2 separate regions of the Anolis sagrei genome follow, and region 2 is linked to region 1. A link is a contact called in public Hi-C data. All regions are on one chromosome and are shown on one strand. Each heading gives the region's core, a stretch centred on a gene start, on an enhancer-like site or on the middle of the called end of the contact. The rest is flanking DNA. Distances are from core to core; before and after follow the strand shown. Region 1 holds the start of HDDC2 (HD domain containing 2). Region 2 holds the start of RNF217 (ring finger protein 217).

Region 1 (2,700 bases), core at 89-2,588:
GCAAAGAGTATTGCAGATGCAGGTTGCAGCCAGGAAATCAGAAGACATTTACTTCTTGGGAGGAGAGCAATGACCAATCTTGATAAAATAGTGAAGAGTAGAGACATCACACTGACAACGAAGATCCACATAGTTAATGCAATGGTATTCCCCGTAGTAACCTATGGATGTGAGAGCTGGACCATAGGCAAGGCTGAGCGAAGGAAGATAGATGCTTTTGAACTGTGGTGCTGGAGGAACTGTGGTGCTTCTTGGACCGCAAGAGGATCCAACCAGTCCATACTTCAGGAAATAAAGCCCGGCTGCTCATTGGAGGGAAGGATATTAGAGGCAAAGATAAAGTATTTTGGCCACATCATGAGAAGACAGGAAAGCTTAGAGAAAAGAATGATGATGGGGAAAATGGAAGGAAAAAGGAAGAAGGGCCGACCAAGGGCAAGATGGATGGATGGCATCCTTGGAGTGACTGGATTGACCTTGAAGGAGCTGGGGGTGGCCACGGCCGACAGGGAACTCTGGCGTGGACTGGTCCATGAGGTCATGAAGAATCGGAACCAACTGAACAAATAAACAACAAATAAATATAAACCAGTTTTCTATGCTTTCTGAACCCCTTCTTCCCTGTATCCCCTACCCTTTGAAGCTTTGGGTGCTATCTAAACTGCAGAATTAATGCAGTTTGGCATCACTTTGACTGCCTGGCTCAGTGCTAGGGAGTCCTGGGATTTGTAGTTTGTCAAGGCACCAACACTTTTTGGCAGAGAAAGCCAGAGAGTTCCAGGAGCCTTTCTATAGCAATGCTACCCATTGGGGCATATGTCTTAATTTCTCTATCAGTTCTTATATCTCTTTTGTCTCTTCATTATTTTATATCTTAAAAATCTGTAATTTTTCAAAATCGTGACTGCAACTCCCATCATCCCTTCCTCACTTGCTCTGCTCAGCTTTTATTTATTTTGTATCAAAAGCAGTGCATAAATTAGTATAAAACCGATGAAAATAGAAGGAGCGCAGGTGGCTAAATATCTTTTGACCAAAAACGGGCAACAGCAATGGCATTCCTGCTTCTTGGCAGGGGGTTGGACTGGATGGCCCATGAGGTCTCTTCCAACTCTTTGATTCTATGATTGTCTGTAGCCTCCAACAACTCTTCCTCTGTACATGAGGCAGGGCATAGTGGACAAGCATACAGATGCACAATTGTCTGTTCTGCTCCATAGCTTTGAATGGTCCAGTTTTGAATGGCCTTCTATTTGCAAAGGGGGGGGGAGGCAAGGAGGGAGGAGGGGTGGTGCAAAAGGTGACGTCAGATCCACAGAGCCAATGAGGAGCCGAAGAGCGCAGAGACCCGGATGCTTGGCTCTCTCTCTTCCTCCTGTGTTGGCTGCTCTCGCCTCGGTAGTCATGGGGAGCTTGCTGCAGTTTCTGAGGCTGGTGGGGCAGCTGAAGGTGAGCAGCCGAGGACGCTTTGCTTAAGGAGCAGAAATGGGGGGGATTGGGGAATTGTTACGGCTGGACATCATTGGCTTCCAATGGGAGATATCCACAGGTTCCCCCTCCTCATTTCAGAATGGTCTTTCCCAGTTGTATTCCCTGGTAGACGAGATAGTTAGGCAGGACTGCGATTCCAGTCAAGGCTCTAGGGGGCGCTGTATTGCAAGGCAGCGAGAATTAACTACTGCTTCAGTAGGTGTTTTGGACTTCAGCTCCCAGAAGCCTCAGCTGCTTCGGCCAATGCTTAGGGATTCTGGGAGCGGTAGTCCAGAAACCATCCCTAGAAGGCCAGTGTACAGCAGTAGTTCCTAACCATTTGCTTGGGACTTCAACACTCAGAAGCCCCAACCAGGTTGGCCAACTGTCAGGAATTCTGAGAATTGAACTCTTAATATGAAATGCATGAAAGCAGAATTGAATTCAGATTGTTATTACTATTTGCAACACGACAAGATTAGTACACAGCAAATAAGATCATTATGCTGGCTTTTGTATTCAGTCACACTTCCCAAGTGTCTAGGACTGTGTAATGTATCAGCGAATAATGTGTGTAGATACCAGTAGGGTGGCCTTTTGCCGCTTACAGATGATGATTTTGTCAGCGCCGATTGTGTTTAAGTGCAGGCCAAGGTCTTTCGGCACTGCACCCAGTGTGCCAATCACCACTGGGACCACCTTTTCTGGCTCGTGCCAGAGTCTTTGCAGTTCGATCTTTAAATCTTCATATTGTGTCAGCTTTTCCATTATTATTATTATTATTATTATTATTATTTGAAACACAACAAGATGAGTCCACAGCAGACACTCTGCTGGCTGTTGTATTGGATCACACGTCGGACACTTCCCAAGTGTATCGGTGAATAATGCGTGCAGATCCCAGTATGGTGGCCTTCTGCAGCTGGTAGATGGTAATTTTGTCAGCGCTGATTGTGTTTTAGTGCAGGCCAAGGTCTTTAGTTACTGCACACAGAGTGCTAATCACCACTGGGACCACCTTTACTGGCTTGTGCCAGAGTCTTTGCAGTTTGATCTTTAAATACTCATATCATGTCATCTTTTCCAGTTGTTGCTCTTCAATCCTGCTGTACCTGGGATTGCAACATCGACAATCCATACTTTGTTTTTTTAACACGATAGTGAGATCAGGAATATTGTGTTCCAAAACTCTGTCAGTGAAGTCCCAGAGTAGTTTTATTGGGTTGCTGT
Region 2 (2,700 bases), core at 187-2,686, 150 kb after region 1:
TCCAGGTGTTTTGGACTTTAACTCCCACCATTCTTAACAACCTCAGGCCCTTTCCTGTCAGGAATGGTGGGAGTTGGAGTCCAAAACTCCCAGAGGGCATATGTTTGCCCAAGCCTGATCCCTTCCTTTTTCCTTTCTGACTTAAGCGGCTAAGGGGGAAAAGGAAGGGTCCTGAGGCTGTTGGGAATGGTGGGTATTGCAGTCCAAAACACCTGGAGGGACCAATGTGCCCATGCATGGTCCTTTCCTTTCCCCCTTTCCCGCTTAAGTGGCTAAGGGGAAAAAAGGGACCTGAGGCTTTTAGGAATGGTGGGAGTTGGAGTCCAAAACACCTTGAGGGAGGGCCCATGTTTGCCCAGGCCTGATCTATACTGTAGAAGGGATGCAGTTTGGCATCCCTTGAACTACCAGGAGGGCAGAATACGATGGGAACCTGGAGATTGTAGAGGAGGCTACAGACCAGGCCTGGGCCAACTTCGGCCCTCCTCCAGGTGTTTCGGACTTCAACTCCCACCAGTCCTAACAGCCTACCGTCACCGGCTGTTCAATTGTGGGAGAAGAAGTCCTAAACCCTTGGAGGAGGGCCGAACCTGGCCCAGGGCGGCTCCAGACTTTGAATGCCGGTGGGATTCTGGGGGATTGTAGTTTGCAGAGGCGCCAAGGTACTATGCAAGTGCGCCCCGTGCCCTAGAGAGAGGGAGAGAGGGAGGGAGGGAGCCTGACCTGGGAGCTGAGGTAGCGCTTGAGGCACTCCTCGCAGACGGGCTTCTTGCAGCAGGGCAGCGGCTTGAGGGGCTTCTCCTCCAGGCAGACGCGGCAGGTGAGGACCAGGAGGGGGCCGAAGTCCGCCGCGAGCAGCCCCGAGAAGGGCTCCGGGAGCAGGTAGAGGTCCACCACCTCCAGCCCCCCGCTGCTGCTGCTGCTGCTGTTGTTGTTCTCTCCGGGGCCGCCATGGCTTGGCGGAGGCGGCGAGGCGGAGGCAGGCGGGGAGGGCTGCTCGGCCGACGCCTCTCCTCCTCCTCCTCCGCCGGGCTGAAGCTCGCCCTCCACGCAGTAGACGGTGCAGTAGACGCCGGGCCTGCGAGCCGGGAGGCGGCGGGTGCTGCTGCTGCTGCTGCGGCGGGTGCTGTTGCTGTTGCTGTTGGCCCCTTCCGCCGCCAAAGGGGGCGCCTCTTCGGCGGCGGCGGCGGCGGCGGAGGACTCAGCGGAGGCGCTCCTCGGCGGAGGCTGGGGTCCCTCGGCCGGAGGGAGAGGGGGCTCCGGAGGGCTGCTGGCCGTGCTGAGCTGCTCCCCCATGGCCGCCGATGCAGCCCATCCAGCCGCCGCCGCCTCCGCCGCCTCCCCGAGAGGAGGATCCTCCTCCCTCCGAGAGCAGCCAGCCAGCCAACGACGCAGCAGCCGGCGCCGCGGCAGGAAAAGCCCAAGCCGCCTCCTCTTCCTCCCTCCCCTCTTCCTCCTCCTCCTCCTCCTCCTCCTCCTCCTCCAACCCGGCGACGCCCCGCCAGGGACCGCCTCGTCCGGCTCGGGGCGCGTCTACGCCGCACTTGGACACCGCTTGCAGCGCCTGGCCCCAGGCTGACGGAGGGATCCCCGGAGCGGGCACTCTTCGCCTCCCAGGATTCCCTAGCCTTCGGCCACACACGGCCGTCCTCTTCCTCCAGTAAGGCTCAGTGGCGCCCACCTCAAGGCCCTTCCCCACAGCCCTATCGCCCGGAATACCTAGGCAGAAAATCCCACCTTCTCTGAGTGTGGACGCAGGTCACCCAGGGCCCTTCCACACAGCCCCATATCCCAGAAGATCAAGGCAGAACGTCCCACAACATCTGCATTGACCTGGGTTATCTGAGTCCACACTCATATAATGTGGGATTTTCTGCCTTGAGATTCTGGGATATAGGTCTGTGGGGAAGGGCCCAAAGGGTTTTTGAGGACGCCAACTGGGGGGCCCTTTCACACAGCCATATCACCCAAAATATCAAGACAATATGTGCTTTGAACCGGCTTATTTGGGGTCTCTTCCACACAGCTGAATACAATCCCAGTTCATCTGCTTTGAACTGGGATACATGGCCATGTATACTCAGGGCCCTTCCACACAGCCCTATAGCCCAGAATGTCAAGGTAGGAAATCCCTCAATATCTGCTTCGAATTGGGTCATCTGAGGCCACACTGCCATATATCCCAGTTCAAAGCAGATAATGCAGATTTTATTCAGCAGTGTGGTATTTTTTTGTCTTGATATCCTGGGATATAGAGCTATGTGGAAGGGCCCTCAGATAACCCAGTACAAAGCAGATATTGTGGGATTTTCTGACTTGATATTTTGCAATATAGGGGCCTCCAGAGCTGTTGAATTTCCTGTCCAAAAGGTGGGTGGTTTGAATCCAGGGAGCTCCCGCTGTTAGCCCCAGTTTCTGCCAACCTAGCAGTTTGAAATCATGCAAACGTGAGTTGCTCAATAGGTACCGCTTCAGCGGGAAGGTAATGGCCTTCCATGCAGGCATGCCAGCCACATGACCTTGGAGGCATCTACGGACAACACCAGCTCTTCAGCTTAGAAATGGAGATGAGCACCACCCACAGAACCAGGCATGACTAGACTTAGGCCCCTTCCACACAACTGCTTTGAACCAGGATATATGACAGTGTGGATTCATATAACTCAGTTCAAAGCAGATATTGTAGACTTTTCTGCCTTG

The links. Hi-C and Micro-C count contacts between places; a contact is called where the count stands out from the background.
Region 2: a Hi-C map of mixed tissue shows a contact between it and region 1, with 2.9 times the contacts expected there. The contact joins the promoter of RNF217 here to the promoter of HDDC2 in region 1. A contact is called at or near these places in 2 of 2 Hi-C or Micro-C datasets (both in mixed tissue).

What each region holds. Positions count from the first base shown.
Region 1 is chr1:85,659,157-85,661,856 of rAnoSag1.mat, forward strand. HDDC2 (HD domain containing 2) reads left to right here and starts at 1,339. Exons shown (of 6, transcript XM_060753287.2): 1 at 1,339-1,449. The coding sequence starts at 1,405.
Region 2 is chr1:85,813,711-85,816,410 of rAnoSag1.mat, forward strand. RNF217 (ring finger protein 217) reads right to left here and starts at 1,437. Exons shown (of 7, transcript XM_067466853.1): 1 at 724-1,437. The coding sequence starts at 1,296. LOC132760940 (a long non-coding RNA gene) reads left to right here and starts at 736. Exons shown (of 3, transcript XR_009629906.2): 1 at 736-820.